5 separate regions of the Mus musculus genome follow, and all the other regions are linked to region 2. The links are chromatin contacts, called in public promoter capture Hi-C maps. All regions are on one chromosome and are shown on one strand. The core of a region is the stretch at or near the end of the contact, and the rest is flanking DNA. Distances in the headings are between cores, read along the strand shown.

What was found. Promoter capture Hi-C pulls out the DNA fragments that hold promoters and counts their contacts. Capture Hi-C pulls out chosen DNA fragments and counts their contacts.
Region 1: a promoter capture Hi-C map of liver shows a contact between it and region 2, with 3 times the contacts expected there. The contact joins the promoter of Tmem106a here to the promoter of Jup in region 2. A contact is called at or near these places in 2 of 39 promoter capture datasets (liver and pre-B cells) and 2 of 9 other capture datasets (liver and pancreatic islet).
Region 3: a promoter capture Hi-C map of liver shows a contact between it and region 2, with 5 times the contacts expected there. The contact joins the promoter of Ccr7 here to the promoter of Jup in region 2. A contact is called at or near these places in 5 of 39 promoter capture datasets (hippocampal neurons, liver, pre-B cells and 1 more) and 2 of 115 datasets of contacts at active chromatin or transcription factors (both in embryonic stem cells).
Region 4: a contact with region 2 is called in a promoter capture Hi-C map of pre-B cells, with 2.8 times the contacts expected there. The contact joins the promoter of Top2a here to the promoter of Jup in region 2. A contact is called at or near these places in 5 of 39 promoter capture datasets (embryonic stem cells, hippocampal neurons, liver and 1 more), 3 of 115 datasets of contacts at active chromatin or transcription factors (astrocytes, embryonic forebrain and epiblast stem cells) and 1 of 9 other capture datasets (liver).
Region 5: a promoter capture Hi-C map of hippocampal neurons shows a contact between it and region 2, with 5 times the contacts expected there. The contact joins the enhancer-like site here to the promoter of Jup in region 2. A contact is called at or near these places in 7 of 39 promoter capture datasets (the 3T3-L1 cell line, cranial neural crest, embryonic stem cells and 3 more), 9 of 115 datasets of contacts at active chromatin or transcription factors (differentiating embryonic stem cells, embryonic hindbrain, embryonic stem cells and 3 more) and 1 of 9 other capture datasets (embryonic stem cells).

What each region holds. Positions count from the first base shown.
Region 1 is chr11:101,580,833-101,583,532 of GRCm38.p6, forward strand. Tmem106a (transmembrane protein 106A) reads left to right here and starts at 1,410. Exons shown (of 9, transcript NM_144830.3): 1 at 1,410-1,493; 2 at 1,793-1,872. It overlaps Nbr1 (NBR1, autophagy cargo receptor), which reads left to right. Exons shown (of 24, transcript NM_008676.3): 24 at 1-1,119.
Region 2 is chr11:100,396,423-100,399,122 of GRCm38.p6, forward strand. Jup (junction plakoglobin) reads right to left here and starts at 1,368. Exons shown (of 14, transcript NM_010593.2): 1 at 1,214-1,368. Gm12348 (predicted gene 12348) reads left to right here and starts at 1,694. Exons shown (of 4, transcript NR_132425.1): 1 at 1,694-1,715.
Region 3 is chr11:99,153,674-99,156,373 of GRCm38.p6, forward strand. Ccr7 (chemokine (C-C motif) receptor 7) reads right to left here and starts at 1,404. Exons shown (of 3, transcript NM_007719.2): 1 at 1,316-1,404. The coding sequence starts at 1,325.
Region 4 is chr11:99,022,814-99,025,513 of GRCm38.p6, forward strand. Top2a (topoisomerase (DNA) II alpha) reads right to left here and starts at 1,376. Exons shown (of 36, transcript NM_011623.2): 1 at 1,233-1,376; 2 at 27-179. The coding sequence starts at 1,253.
Region 5 is chr11:98,967,850-98,970,549 of GRCm38.p6, forward strand. Rara (retinoic acid receptor, alpha) reads left to right here. Exons shown (of 9, transcript NM_009024.2): 4 at 196-337; 5 at 2,308-2,468; 6 at 2,644-2,700. Among named protein-coding and RNA genes, the nearest start is that of Gjd3, 14 kb to the right of the region's middle. Within about 2 kb of position 1,277, at least 82 of the 459 cell types and tissues checked have an H3K27ac peak or open chromatin away from gene starts, as enhancers often do. A contact at or near this core is called in forebrain, hippocampal neurons and liver, where this site is marked.

The sequences.
Region 1 (2,700 bases), core at 160-2,659, 1.2 Mb after region 2:
CCCTTGCTTGCTTTTTAATCTGATGAATCTATGTCTCTGAATTGTCAAAACAGTACCTGTTACAGTATTTTTTGGAGCAAATCAAAGGCCAGAACTTAAATTTTCACTGTAGAAATGGGATGAATGGTAGGAAGACAGTTTTCAACTCAGCTGGACAGAACTCTCGCCGCTGTAGTCCGTGGAAGCGAGTAACTTGGACTTCCTTAGATCGCTTTTCCTTCTGCTTGTATTGAAATTGAGTATTTTCCTTTGGTTCATGTGGATGTTTTTAATGGGCTGTTAAATATTAGTTTGGTTTTTGTTTTTTAAAGATTAACCTTGAATGTTTCCAAGAATTATTCACCTAGTTTCTATAACCAATCGCAAGCCTCATAGCTACATAAAGACAGCAGATCAAGAAAGTCATGTTCCTCAAAGACTTAGAAATGAGGAACACTTTGCTTTCAGAAGGCCTAGCAGGAACCTGGAAGGACAGGAGGCATTCGGGTTAACCCACAGCACCCACTGAGCAGTGTCTGTCAAAGTAATTTTGCATAAATTTTATTTAAGGAGAATCCTGGGTAGTGTGAAATATTTTGCTAATCCTATGGGGGGGGCACCTGTTACAGAAAGGGAAAGTTAGTAGTCGTCCTTTTACTGACTGTCACAGTGGATTGGAAGGACAAGCATGTGCAAATACTCATCTCAGTAAGGTCGGGTGTGGGTGAAAGGACACAGAACTGCTGCTGACTTTCCGAATGTGTGGAATCCCCTTGTGAGGTATCCAGCCCTAGAAAGCCGAGAACAGGAAGTAATGCTTTGGGGCTAACCCACAGAAAGGTTAGTTTACCATTAGAATAGATGGGAAGAAGGCTCTGTCAAGAGTTCTAGGTCTCATTTAGTTTATAAAGGGAAGCTTTGGGTCCAGATGGTGAAAGAAAAGGCAACACAACACTAAAGATTTTATTCATGTTTGAGAAAAGGTATCTGAACTCCAGCTCAAAGGGGATAGTTAAAATAGTATTATTTAACTTAGTTGGTATTTATAATAAATGGCGATCTTAATTACTCATAATATGTTTATTTACAATCTAACTCTTGAATGCTTCTAAATAAACCACAATTCAAACTGCAAGCCAACCAAGCTGTTTATTGTTTAAAATGTTTTCCTGGGGTTTGGGGTAGAGGCAGAGCCCCATGATGTGAGAAATTGGGTATATTTGGAGGGACCTGTCCATCTAGGTCCAGTTTTTCGTTCCGTTGTACTTGCACGTAGCAACTTAAAAGAATTGTGAATACGTGTTATTTGAAACTCGTACCTGAACTAGTTTGGTCCTGGCGATAGCAACATTTGTCCTGTGAGACTCGCAGAGCCGGAAGTGTCTTCCAGTGGCCTCTCAGGAGGAGAGGGCGGGGCGGGAGCGAGGGGCGGGGCCGAGCCCGGCTTGGACTCCGAGCTTGTGTTAAATGTGCAGCTCCCGCAGTTTCGATTTTGCTGAGGGCGTTGTCACCTGGTAAGGCGTCCCTGGGACCCCATCTCTTTACCCTTTTCAAAGCAAGAATTCAGAGACGTTTGGGCTTACTCAGCGCCCAACACGTTGTTGCCCAAATTTGACTAACGGCCAGTGAGGTGGGATTTAAAATCCTTCCTCGATGAAATCCTACCTTTTCCTTCCTTGCCTACCATAGCAGAATCCCCTAGTAGAGAGGACTTGACCCTCCCGGTAGACAAGAGTCCCTGCTCCCCACTTTCAACACATTGACTCTCTCTGGTCTCCGCTGAATTGAGCTGTTCAACTCCACCCTACCCTAGAGGCCCTTCTCCCCAAAGGAGCATTCCAGAAAACCCAATCTTGGAGCTGAGCAGAGCCTGGAATCCCAGACCTAAACCAGGTGAGTAAGGGTCTTTATTTTAGCCCAGGAAGATGTGAGTATCCTAAGGAGTTACTGCGTCATTCAAGCCACTACTCAGGGATTGGGGGCAAAGTTCAGATTTGGCCTTGACCTTGCCTTAGGAAGAACAGACTCCGAAGTCTCAGAAAGCAATGAATGGATCAAGGCTCCCTCCCAGTCCAGTTTCACAGGGTTTCTTAGCCACAGCTCTTTTTTTTTTTTTTTTTTTTTTTTTGGTTTTTTCGAGACAGGGTTTCTCTGTATAGCCCTGGCTGTCCTGGAACTCACTCTGTAGACCAAGCTGGCCTCGAACTCAGAAATCCGCCTGCCTCTGCCTCCCGAGTGCTGGAATCAAAGGCGTGCGCAACTCTGACCCCTTAAGCCCTGCTTTTCCAGCCAAACTCCCGAATAGAAAGAAGCCTGCCTTCTACACTCCCAATCAGATTTCAGGCCTATCTGCTCTGGGATTTCTACAGAGTAATCACTTGATTAGAAAAGACAAAAGGACCCTTCCATAATAGGAAGCTGTGCTTCCCGCTCCTAGTCCTACCCAGCTTCCCTGTCTTTAAAATAAAGGACAGCTCAGCTTTTCCTGGTTTAAAAAAAAAAATTCTACATTCACTTGCAGAAATCCCTTAAAGTGAAATAACTTCTGCTTTTCTTTGATTTCCTCTGAATTGAACTCTTACTTAAAAAAAAAAAAAAAAGAGTTCCAAGGCACCTCCCAAACTGTTCTTCCCTAAGCAAAAGCTTCTTAGATAATGGTAGGGCTTCTTGGCAATCTTAAAAACTTAAAACCTCACATCAGTGCTAACAGGTTAATAGCTC
Region 2 (2,700 bases), core at 118-2,617:
GACAGATACTTAGCAGGCCTCATATAAGGGGGTGTGATGGTCTCCGGAGGAGGGGGAAGGAAGAAGACACTTCCCCTTTCAGCAACGCCCCCACCCCACCCCCATTGGTCCCTACCTCAGGCCTTAGGGGCCTGGCAAACAGGATGGAGTTGGGGGCAGGGAGAACAGGGTCAAAGCGCACACACTGGCTACGTTCAGCTTGGAGCTGACTGGGGGAAGGGGTTTTCCTCCAAGAAGTACCACCAAGCCTAGAATCAGCTCTCAACAAGGAGACTAGAAAAATCCTAGAAAAGGCTCCCATGGTTACTTTCTCCTGGAAAGTTTGTTTGGAGTGATTTCTCAACAAGAATGGGTTGCAGAAATCAAAAGATATTGCTGTTTCCCTATCAACACTCTGGAAACCACAGCTACTAAAAACTGGGCGAGTGCTTCTTAAATTTTCTCTACCGGCCCAGACTCCAGGCCAAGCCACCAGTGTCAGACATCGGTAGGGCACTCAGCCCAGACCCTTCACCAGTTCCCCAGTCACCCTATCCCACCTCCGTAGGAGAAGGCATTGACCGGCGTACACTAGAGCGGAGGGAGGCGCCACAGGTCCAGCTCGGAGCTGCAGGGCAGGGCCTCCGTCTTCCAAGCGCTCACCTGCTCTGCTCAGCAGGTGGGAATTGCGTCCCTGGGAAAATGTGCACTCGGCCCCCACAGTTTGGAAAGCTGGGCGCAGACAATAGGGCCCCACCCAGGCCTGGGGGAGTAGGGAGGGAGGGAGAGAAAGCGAGGATGACGCGTGGGGTGCGGTGAGGGTGGCCCCAAAGAGACTAGGCAGCAAGTTTCCCAAACGGTAAATTCCTGTCACCGTGAGCTCCGGGACCAGGCGGAGCGGGTCAAAGTCTGCTCGGTCAGCTCCAGGGGAGAGTCAGGGACGCCGTGTTAGGCGAGCTCTGGGGCCCTGGGGGAGGCGCGAACTCCGAGGCACCTGCCCTAGTTCCTCCCCACCCTTCTCAGACCTGCGGTTCACCGAGCCTGGAGGGGCGCTCCAACCCAGATTGCTTGTCCCAAGGGTCCCGCGCCCCGGACCCCAGCGCGCCCCCTGTCGCTGGTGTAGGATGCGCTCCCTGACACCCGCCCTCACCTGCCCTGAAACCGCTGGAACCAGCCTCCCGGCCGCTTGCTGTCCCTACTCTCCCACAGTGATTCGTACCCCGATCGGGTGTACCTGAGCGTGGAGCCGGGCTGAGCCGAATCGGGGTCGGGTCTGGCCGGGAGGGAGCCGGCGCGGGCAGCGAACTGAGCTCGGCGCACTCGGGCGGCGGCTGCTCCGGACTCTGGCCAAGGCAGCAACTCAGTAACCGAACAAAAGGCAAAGGGACCTGACAGCCAAGCCACACCTCTCGCCCCCTCGAAGCTCCGCCCCCTAGGGAGACTCCCACCCTCTGAGGCTATCTCACTGGCTGCCCAGCCTGACTATCCCATCGAGGGGCGGAGCCTCGCGCCGGGACCTCTACCACGGCCGCCTCTGTTTATGCGCTCACCATTGGCCCCAGGGACTGCCACTCGACTCTGGGGTGGACGCCAACTTGAGGTCTCATCCTCACTCTGCATCTATTGGCAAATAGAAAGTTTCTTCTTTATGATTGGACAGAGGGCTGTCAGTAAGACTAAGGAAAAAGCCAATGGATCAGGTGGGGCGTGACTTGCCCCACCCTAGCCCTGAGCAGGTAAGACTCATTATTCTCCCCTTCCCCCCCTACCTGTCCAACAGGTGAGTCAGGGGGAGGCATGGGAAAGGACTGACGCCTTCACTAGCCAGCCAACTCAGCGTCAGGCTTATTCATTCTTGCCTCAACGTAGTAATAAGATGTTTGTAAAGCATTTCATAGGCTTTGTGCTGGGTTGGGATTTTCTCCCCCCTACAAAAGATGGAGTGTTCCCTGATCCCTTCTGTTTAGAATTAGCAGGCCTGGGTTTGGGTTCTCCCCTTAATCTTTGTATGACCTTAGGCTAGTTAGTGTACCTTTCACCCTGTATCTCTTCTGTAAAGTGGGTTCATTAGCTTTATCTATCTTAGGTTGGAGAGATTAAATGAAATAAGCTTTGTAGTAGCACTTAAACAGCTGAGGAATGTCAGTATTTAAACTGTCTCAGTTCGAGACAGTTCTTAAAAAGTGCTGGAGCAGCCAGGCAGTGGTGGCACTCGAGGAGGCAGAGGCAGGCAGATCTCTGTGAGTTAAGAGGCCAGCCTGGTCTTCAAAGTGGGATCGAAATGATCCATGTTAAAAGAATATTTTTAATGGGCTTGTGTGGTGCCTCAGTTGTGCAGATGTGACCACCCGAGTCTGATACCTCATGGAGGGAGACAACAGCCAAGTCTCACAGGTTGTCCTCTGTCCTCTGATCTCCCGCCTTGGCACAAGTGCCACACACATAAAAGTAAATAAAATGTAATGCGATTTTAAAACTACGCTCCAAAGAGATCACAAGACTAGGAAATATGGTACACTCTAAACTCCGACACCTTCTTTCTTTTTTTTTTTTTTTTGTTTTTGTTTTTGTTTTTGTTTTTCCAGACAGAGTTTCTCTGTATAGCCCTGGCTATCCTGGAACTCACTTTGTAGACCAGGCTGGCCTCGAACCCAGAAATCCACCTGCCTCTGCCTCCCGAGTGCTGGGATTAAAGGCGTGCGCCACCACGCCTGGGCCGAC
Region 3 (2,700 bases), core at 154-2,653, 1.2 Mb before region 2:
AGCTGGAATAGATATTTGCTTTCTAAAATATACTTAGAGAGGCTGATTCTATCCATCCATCCATCCACACATCCATCCATCCATCCATCCATCCATCCATCCATCCATCCATCCATTCCTCCATCCCTCTCTCCCTCCCTCCCATCAACACTTTTTACTTACACCCAAAACATCTGAGAGGCAGAGGTGTAAGAACAAAATCCTGCTTCCCATGAGTTCATAGCCAGCAGAGGTGGACCCCACTATATACCTTCCACAGCTGGATCTAGATCTAGGGTGCAATGCACGCTGGGCAGGAGAGACAGATAAAGATGCTGCTGGCTGTGGTGTGGCTTGGAGGGGGTGTGAGGACAGCACCAGGGAACCTTCACTTTTTAAAGTCAACCCCTTGTGGCTTTGAGGCTGGTGAGCGGAACTCTAGGAACTTGGCCCCTCCAGCCCCAGCCGAGTCTGACTCTGCAGCCGAGATTTAAGATGTGTAACTGGGGTGTCTGGAGCTGGACTCCCCTTGGCACTTTGCTATAGTAGACACTGAGGCTTGCCTGGTAGAATAGCTTGTTATAGAGAGGGCTGTGGTGTGTGGGCTTTGTTTTAGGGGCTGTGCTGTGCTGGCTACAGTTTCTCTACGTGGAGTGCCCCCTGGGCCACTCAATTTTATGTTAGTCATTCACCCTTTAACCTGCAAGAGGCACAAAACCTGGGATGTGTAGGAGGGAGGAAGGGAGGGAGGAAGACAGACAGAGACAGACAGACAGATGACAGGCAGAGACAACAAGAGGCAGAGGTGGCAGCTAGTATTTGTATTGCACTATGCACAGCACAGTTTCCATCAGTTTCACTCTTCTCGTGAGCAAGGAGATTCAAATCCTGGTTTAACAGGACAGAAAGGAGGGACCCAGAGTGGGAGCAGGGTGTCCTGAACTCTCTAAAGAGAATTTTCTTAGTCCCCAGAGGTGCCAGAGAACATCACCCATCCCTACCAGCTGAGAACGTGTTCTATCCAGGCATCAAGGTCAGTCTACCAGGCTGTTCATTGCCTGCTGCTTGAGAGGACCCAACTTTATGCCTGTGTCTGTCTTGGCATCCACAGCTGTTCCTTCCCCTGGGTCTGAAAGAGCAGGTACATCCTCTCTCCAATGCCTCATCCAACGGGATGGCATTCTCTGAAAGCAGCCACCAGTTCACACCAACTGCCCTGATTGCTCTGGAAACTCCCCCCCCCCCCCATGACCCCTATCCCCCATGCATGTTCATTGCCCTAGAGTCTGGCTTTGTGTCAGAAGTTTTGACTTCTCTTAAGAGAAAGCTTACTTACCTGGGTCCATGGTGCTCTGGGGGCTGTAGAAATCACACAGGAAGGCTGTGCTTTTGGTTCTTGTCTCTCTCCAGCTAGCCCTCTCTGGCAGGGAGGAAGTGGTAAGAGCCCCTTTTAAGTTGTTCCAGAGCCCCTCCCACTCCTGTCCCACCCCTCAGAGTCTTCCTGGGCCACAAGGTATGTGATAACCACATTCGGCTGTCATAGGATCCTGAATCACTGAGTCGTTTGCCTTCAGAAAGCCCCTGGTAGTAGTGCCTTGTAGAGACTCAGGGAGGAGCTGCTTACATCTGTGAGTGCCAAGCACGCCTGGGTGGCTGCTGTGGGGTGAGATAGGCTGAGGCTCGGGAGTCAGAGGTGTACTTGCATCCTTCTCTTGGTTTTGAATAAAAGTCTCCCTTTCAGTATGAACTTGATCAGTGGCTATTGTCCCAGCAGCCGCCAGGCAGCCCCGACATACACCTGCGCAGCCAGGGTGAGGTCTGTTGAACGGTCCGGCCAGCAAGGCTTCAGTGACACAACCACGAAGTGAAAGTTTGAGTGTTTATTTTTAGTACTTAAGCTAAACATCACAGGACCTAGATGCTAGATATGAGGGTGCCTGGAGCCCCTCGGCTTTCTCTACTAACCGAGAGGACATCAAGTCTAAGTCATTATCCAAACTGGTTCCCCAAGAAGAGATTTTATTTATTTATTTATTTATTTATTTATTTATTTTATTTTATTTTATTTTATTTTATTTTATTTTATTTTTGTCAGTGCCATGATTGTCCTAGAACTTGTTCTGTGGACCTAGCTAGCCTCGAACCCATGGAGATCTACCTGCATCTGCCTCCCGAGTGCTGGTATTAAAGACATATGCCACCATGCCTGGCCTATTTTTATTTTACTTTTTTTATTCTTTGTGACCACACCCATTTTCCCCCACAGGGAAACTGATTGATATATTTATTGGCATTTTTAATTGTTGTGCCTGTGTGGTGTGTATGGTGTGTGTACACACGTGTATGTGTGCGATCGTATGCGTGAATGTGGGGATTTTATGCCATTGCACGTGTGAAGATCAGAGACAATGTCAGGTGTCAGCCTACTTCCATTCTGTTGCAGGTATCACGTCTTTATTGAGTGCCCCATTCTATACTAAGGTGAGCTGGCCTTCTGGGTGCGTGGTCTCTTGTCTCTGCTTCCCATCTCCTTGGGGGACTGCTAGGATGACGAATGCTCATGCTACTGCCAAGCTGCTTATGAGGGTTCTGGGATTTGGACTCAGTTCCTCGTGTTTGTGGGGCAATTCTCTGTTAGCTACTAAGCCACCTCCCCAGTCCAAGGAGTGGGTTTAAAACAAGCATAGAGATCATGTGGGGACTGTGGGTGGCCATTGAGTT
Region 4 (2,700 bases), core at 126-2,625, 1.4 Mb before region 2:
AGCGCACTTTGCTAGTTTGGTTTTACCTGGGTCACTAACTCCACAGAGCCAATGTAGGTATCTGGGCGGAGCAGTATATGTTCCAGTTGTGTTTTTTTCTGATAGATTCTTTCAATAGACAATCTTTTCTTGCCATCTTCATTCTTCTTTTTGTTCATTAGCATATTTTCATTTACAGGCTAGCCATTAGGGGAATTAAAAATAAACTTAATTTTAGCCACAAGTTTATCAGAAGTGGTCAACAAAATATCTGCAACAATGATAAAGTCCATACACTCTATCACCATCTATCCCCTGCTTGTAGGTACTGGTAGAGTTTACATAGTTTTGAACGAACAAGTCAATTAAAATCCTTGTGATTAGGTTCTGTGGTTTGAGTATTCGTGATGCTGGGGATGGAACCCAAGGTCCCCCCACCCCCCCTTGCATGCACATGCTAGGCAAATGCTCTGACCACTGAGCAAAATTCCCAGACCATTTTTTTCACCCCCTGTTGCTGTTTTTGAGAGTCCCATTAAATAGCTTAAGGCATCCTCTTGCCTCAGTCTCTGGAGCAGCTGCCATTTCAGGCCTGCCCCACTAGGTCTGGCTACAGATGCCCGTTTAAATAGGTATTTTAGTTCTGCAAGTATGGACATTTCTGCCTTGAGTAATATTTTTTATGTCATCGATAAACTACACTCAACTTCTTCCATCTAATGGGAAAATATTTAGTGAGTGCCGACATAGGCTCGTGCCGATTACAGATGGTATCCACCCGTAGCAGTTGGGATGCTAGCAATGCAAACCCTTGGCTACATTCACATCCCGAAACTGGACTTTTTTTGAGCCACTCGGTCGGCCAGCTCCTCAATGGGAACTGCCATGCTCTGCACCTTCCGTGATGAGTTATTCAAATCACCCAGGGAAGGGAAGAGGGCCACTGAATTCGAGTATAAGCCGGCTGGAAGTCACACAGAAGCCATTAGACTACAGACCGATCGCAGGACTAGTTGAACCTGCTCCCACAAACAATAAAAACACAACACTCAAGAACCCAGATTAGATTATAGATATCATTTCGGAAAGAGCTTCACCCAGTCCACGACCCCTCAAGGCCCAGAAGATGGGGCTGACCGGATCCAGCCGGTCGCCGGCCAGCGCTCGGCCCTGGAACCTCAACTCTCGCCGTCAGCCATGAACGCAGAGGCCACGTAAAGGCTCTACTACCCGGCCCCATCCGCGAGCTGTACCTGCAGCGGTGACAACTCCATGGTGACGGTCCTGAAGAGGCTCGAGAATCCGGAAAGCGACAAAACCAGCGGGAAACGCTAGGCGACCCGCGACGCGCGACGCGGGACCTGGACGCTCCCCTCACAGACGCTTGTCGGTTAGGAGAGCTTCCCTAGTTTCATTTGAACCTTTATCTAGCCCGCCCAAATCAGAGGAACCAATCACCGACTCGCTCTCATTGGCTCTGTTTGCAGTAACCAATCGTAGATCGTCTTTTATTCGAACAAAAGACCGCCTTTTCGAATAAACCAATTAGGTAAAAGAAGGCGGGAGAATCTTCAAAATGGACCAATAGCAATTGTTGGTGGTACTGACAGAAAATCTGACCAATGAGGAAGGTCCATGTGCTCTGAGAGACACTCTGAAGAGAGGGAAGGCATTTTGGAAGTGCAAAGTGGTTGACTAAGCCGTCCTTCTGAATATAACTAGAAAACGGATGCTCATTCTTTATTTCAGATCTGTTGAGATTACAGAGTCTTAATCCTGCGATGAGTTTTCCTTTTTTTTTCCTGACCGAGGAAACAACGCCATCCCTCCCTCAAGGCTGGCCAAGGCAGCGGTTCTCAGCCTGTGGGTCGTGACTCTTGGGGGTCGCATATCAGATAGTTTACCTTACAACTCATAACAGCAGCAAAAAAATTACAGTTATGAAGTAGCAATGGAATAATTATGGTAGCAGGGCATCACAACATGAGACGCTATGTTGAAGGGTCGCAACCTTAGGAAGTTGAGAAGCGCTGAGTTAATGCTGGCAAAGTTCTGGCAAGTTCTTCTGCTTGCGGTCTTAGGCTGCCACACACGAAGAGTATAGAGATGCCAGCAAAATCGCGAGCAGCACTAACACTCCCTGTGGATCACCCCTGATACAAAGATTCATTCATGCTTCTTCAGTGGAGCTGAGAGGCCCTCATGAGACGGGAACTTCTCCCTCAGTCAGCTGCTGAGGGAATCTACAAGAGCTCTTTATATTTGCCCTCTATGCATAATGCAGTCTAGAGCACCGTTCAATTTGACATAAGAGGTGGGGGCTTGGTGGGTTCTCGATGGAGGAAGCTTCAATTTCCTGTGCTAAAAGTAAAAATGGTAGATATAAACTGGTTATGTGTGACGACACCACCCCTTTAATCCCAGCACTTGGGAGGCAGAAGCAGGTGGATCTTGGAGTTTATGGCCAGCCTGGTCTACAGAGCAGGTTCCAGAGCAGCCAGGGCTACACAGAGAAACCCTTTCTCTAACCCCACCACCACCCTCAAAAAAATCGCTATTATCAGCAAGGAATTTCTTAAATTTAAACATTTTTCCTTTCCAAAAGGCGCCCAAGATCAACCATTATTAAATAACTTCACGTGTCCAACAACAACCCTGCTGGCAAAGTGAAAGAGAAGGCCAATGAAGAAATGTGGCCTGGCTGGTGGGAAAACCAAAGGA
Region 5 (2,700 bases), core at 27-2,526, 1.4 Mb before region 2:
TTGGCTAGGGAAGACTCCAGGCCAGCCTGTGAGATAGCGACAGGCTTGGGCTCTCCCAGAGAGCATCTTTTCAAAAGAGTCATCCTCCCCCATTTTTCTACCATTATTACATAGGCCATAGCAAAAGCTTAGGGGTAGCTGCTAGGCTGCTCCCGCTGTGGGTGTGGATAACCCGTCTCCTTCTCCTGTCCCCAGGGCTTCTTCCGACGAAGCATCCAGAAGAACATGGTGTATACGTGTCACCGGGACAAGAACTGCATCATCAACAAGGTGACCCGGAACCGCTGCCAGTACTGCCGGCTGCAGAAATGTTTCGACGTGGGCATGTCCAAGGAGTGTGAGTGTCGCAGGGCCAGGGGCCAAGCCCCGCCCAAGGTGGGGCGTGCAGGGGTGCTGTGTGTGTGTGTGTGTGTGTGTGTGTGTGTGTGTGCCTGTGTATACATGTGGGAACATGTGTGCCGCGGCAGGCGGGCAAGCTTCTAGTTAAGGATGCTTTGTAGATAACACCACAAACCTGGGAGTCTGGCTGGCTGCGTGTCCATGGATCGTTTGGTGTTAAGCCCAGAATGCACAGAGCGGTCCCCTTAGCATGGTGGTTGCTTGCATGCCTGCTTGTGTATGGGGTGCCTGCCCCCAGGATAGCTTTCTTCTGGGTTTTGCTTGGCTTTGGGTGTGGCTCAGTAGCTTATCCCAGTCCCTCCTGTATCTTAAGGGAGAGGCCTGAACTCGAAAAGGTGTGAAGTTGGTCTGTATGTATGGGGGGGCTGACATAGGACCCCCTGAAGCCATTGTCTGGATAAACCTGGAACCCTGAGTTGGAAGAGAATTGGGCTTCTCAGATCCCAGAGGAAAGGGGGTTTCCAGTTTGGGCTCAGCTGAGGCCCTGACGGAGGGAGGGACAGAGGGGAGGGCTGGACGGGGAGACCCTCTTGTGTTGAATCATGGGTGTTGCCGTGGTGACCAGTGATTGATGATGTCAGAGATAAATGACGCTGACAGACGCCTCCTTGTCTGCGTGGCCGTTGCCATGGAGCCCGAGCCTTGGGGGATGAGGTGGGGGAGGGGGCTGCAAGACCCCCTCCAGCCCTTTGTGGGGAGGGGTGCTGAGAAAGATGGTTCTGACTAATGCACCAGCAGCCCCAGCCAGGAATTGGGGAGCTGGATATCCTGCTGCCTCCTGTCACCAGAGACACGGGAGTGCTGGTCTTGTACTCAGGAAGTAGTGACTAGTGACGGTCCTCTGCAGAGTCTGTGACAACTTGGGACGTGCAGAACTGAGACCTTTTGGTAAAGGGGCCGTCACTTCCTTCTCCCTTTGCCCCACCTTCCTTCTTTGAACTATTAGAACAGGACGAGGGTGGGGACCCCCTCTCCTTCCCACAACAACTCCCCCTTTCTTTCTCTCCCTCCTCTCCCTCTCCCGGCTGCTCCGTGCCCCGGAGCTGAGCAGCTGCCATTTCAATAGAATTAAAGCTTCCGAATGATAAACGTCTTGTCACAGCTGCAATTTTCTCTTCCCAAATTATCCCCCACTCTGCCTCTCCCTTCTCTCCCCTGCACTTTATTGAATTTGCAGAATCGACATGAGTGATCTCCAAATTATGCCAGCTTCCCCCCCCATCACCCCCCCCCCGTCCCCTCCCTGGACCCCCACCCCCACCCTTCCTTCCTCCCGCGTCAGCAGCCGCCACGGAGGCCCTGTGAGTGATTGTGTGTCTGGGATAATCGGCTGGTAACGACCCCATCGCTTCTTTAAAGCCCGAGCGGTGTGTGCGGCTCAGCGCCCCCCTCCCAGCGATCTGTCAGCTCCCCGGCTAATGGGCCAAGAGATTCTTCTGCCAGGGGGCCCCCATTCTCTGGTTGGGGAGCCTTATTCCCTGCCTGCCCAGGGAAGCTGCTTTGAGCCAGTCTTAGGAATCCCCCAGGGAGATCGCTGCCAGGAGAGCTGGGACAGCAGGGATTCCTGGCAGGCACCAAAGCGGGGACTCAGTGTGTGTGACTGCCAACCTGGGCACATGTTCTTAGAGTGTGGGCTGCTGCCATGGGTGCATGACGACAGGGTACCACACACTGGCGGAGGGCATATGTGCACATGTGTGGTGTGGCCTCAGCCACAGTCCCAGGCCCTAAAATAGGATTTAGGATATGAGTCAGACAGGTTAGTGTGGGGCACTGTTTTGTGGATCTGTCTGTCTGTCTGTGTGTGTCTGTCTGGGTGGTGGACAGCATAGGCTGGACGACCCCGAGCCAAAAGCAGTCACTCTCTAACCAACCCATGTCCCCCCTTCCACCCCTCCCTCCCCCCAGCGGTGCGAAACGATCGAAACAAAAAGAAGAAAGAGGCACCCAAGCCCGAGTGCTCAGAGAGCTACACGCTGACGCCTGAGGTGGGCGAGCTCATTGAGAAGGTTCGCAAAGCGCACCAGGAGACCTTCCCGGCCCTCTGCCAGCTGGGCAAGTACACTACGGTATGCCAGCCGCGAGGGGTACTGCACACCCAGGCCGCCTCTGCTGCCCTTCCCCTGTCTCCTCCTACACTGTCAGGAAGTGTAGGCTGAGCAGAGGGCGAAAGGCAGCGAGCGGCCAGGCTGAAGCGGGTGCCAGTGCCGTAGCTGAGGCCCTGACCCTCCCTGCCTCCCCCAGAACAACAGCTCAGAACAACGAGTCTCCCTGGACATTGACCTCTGGGACAAGTTCAGT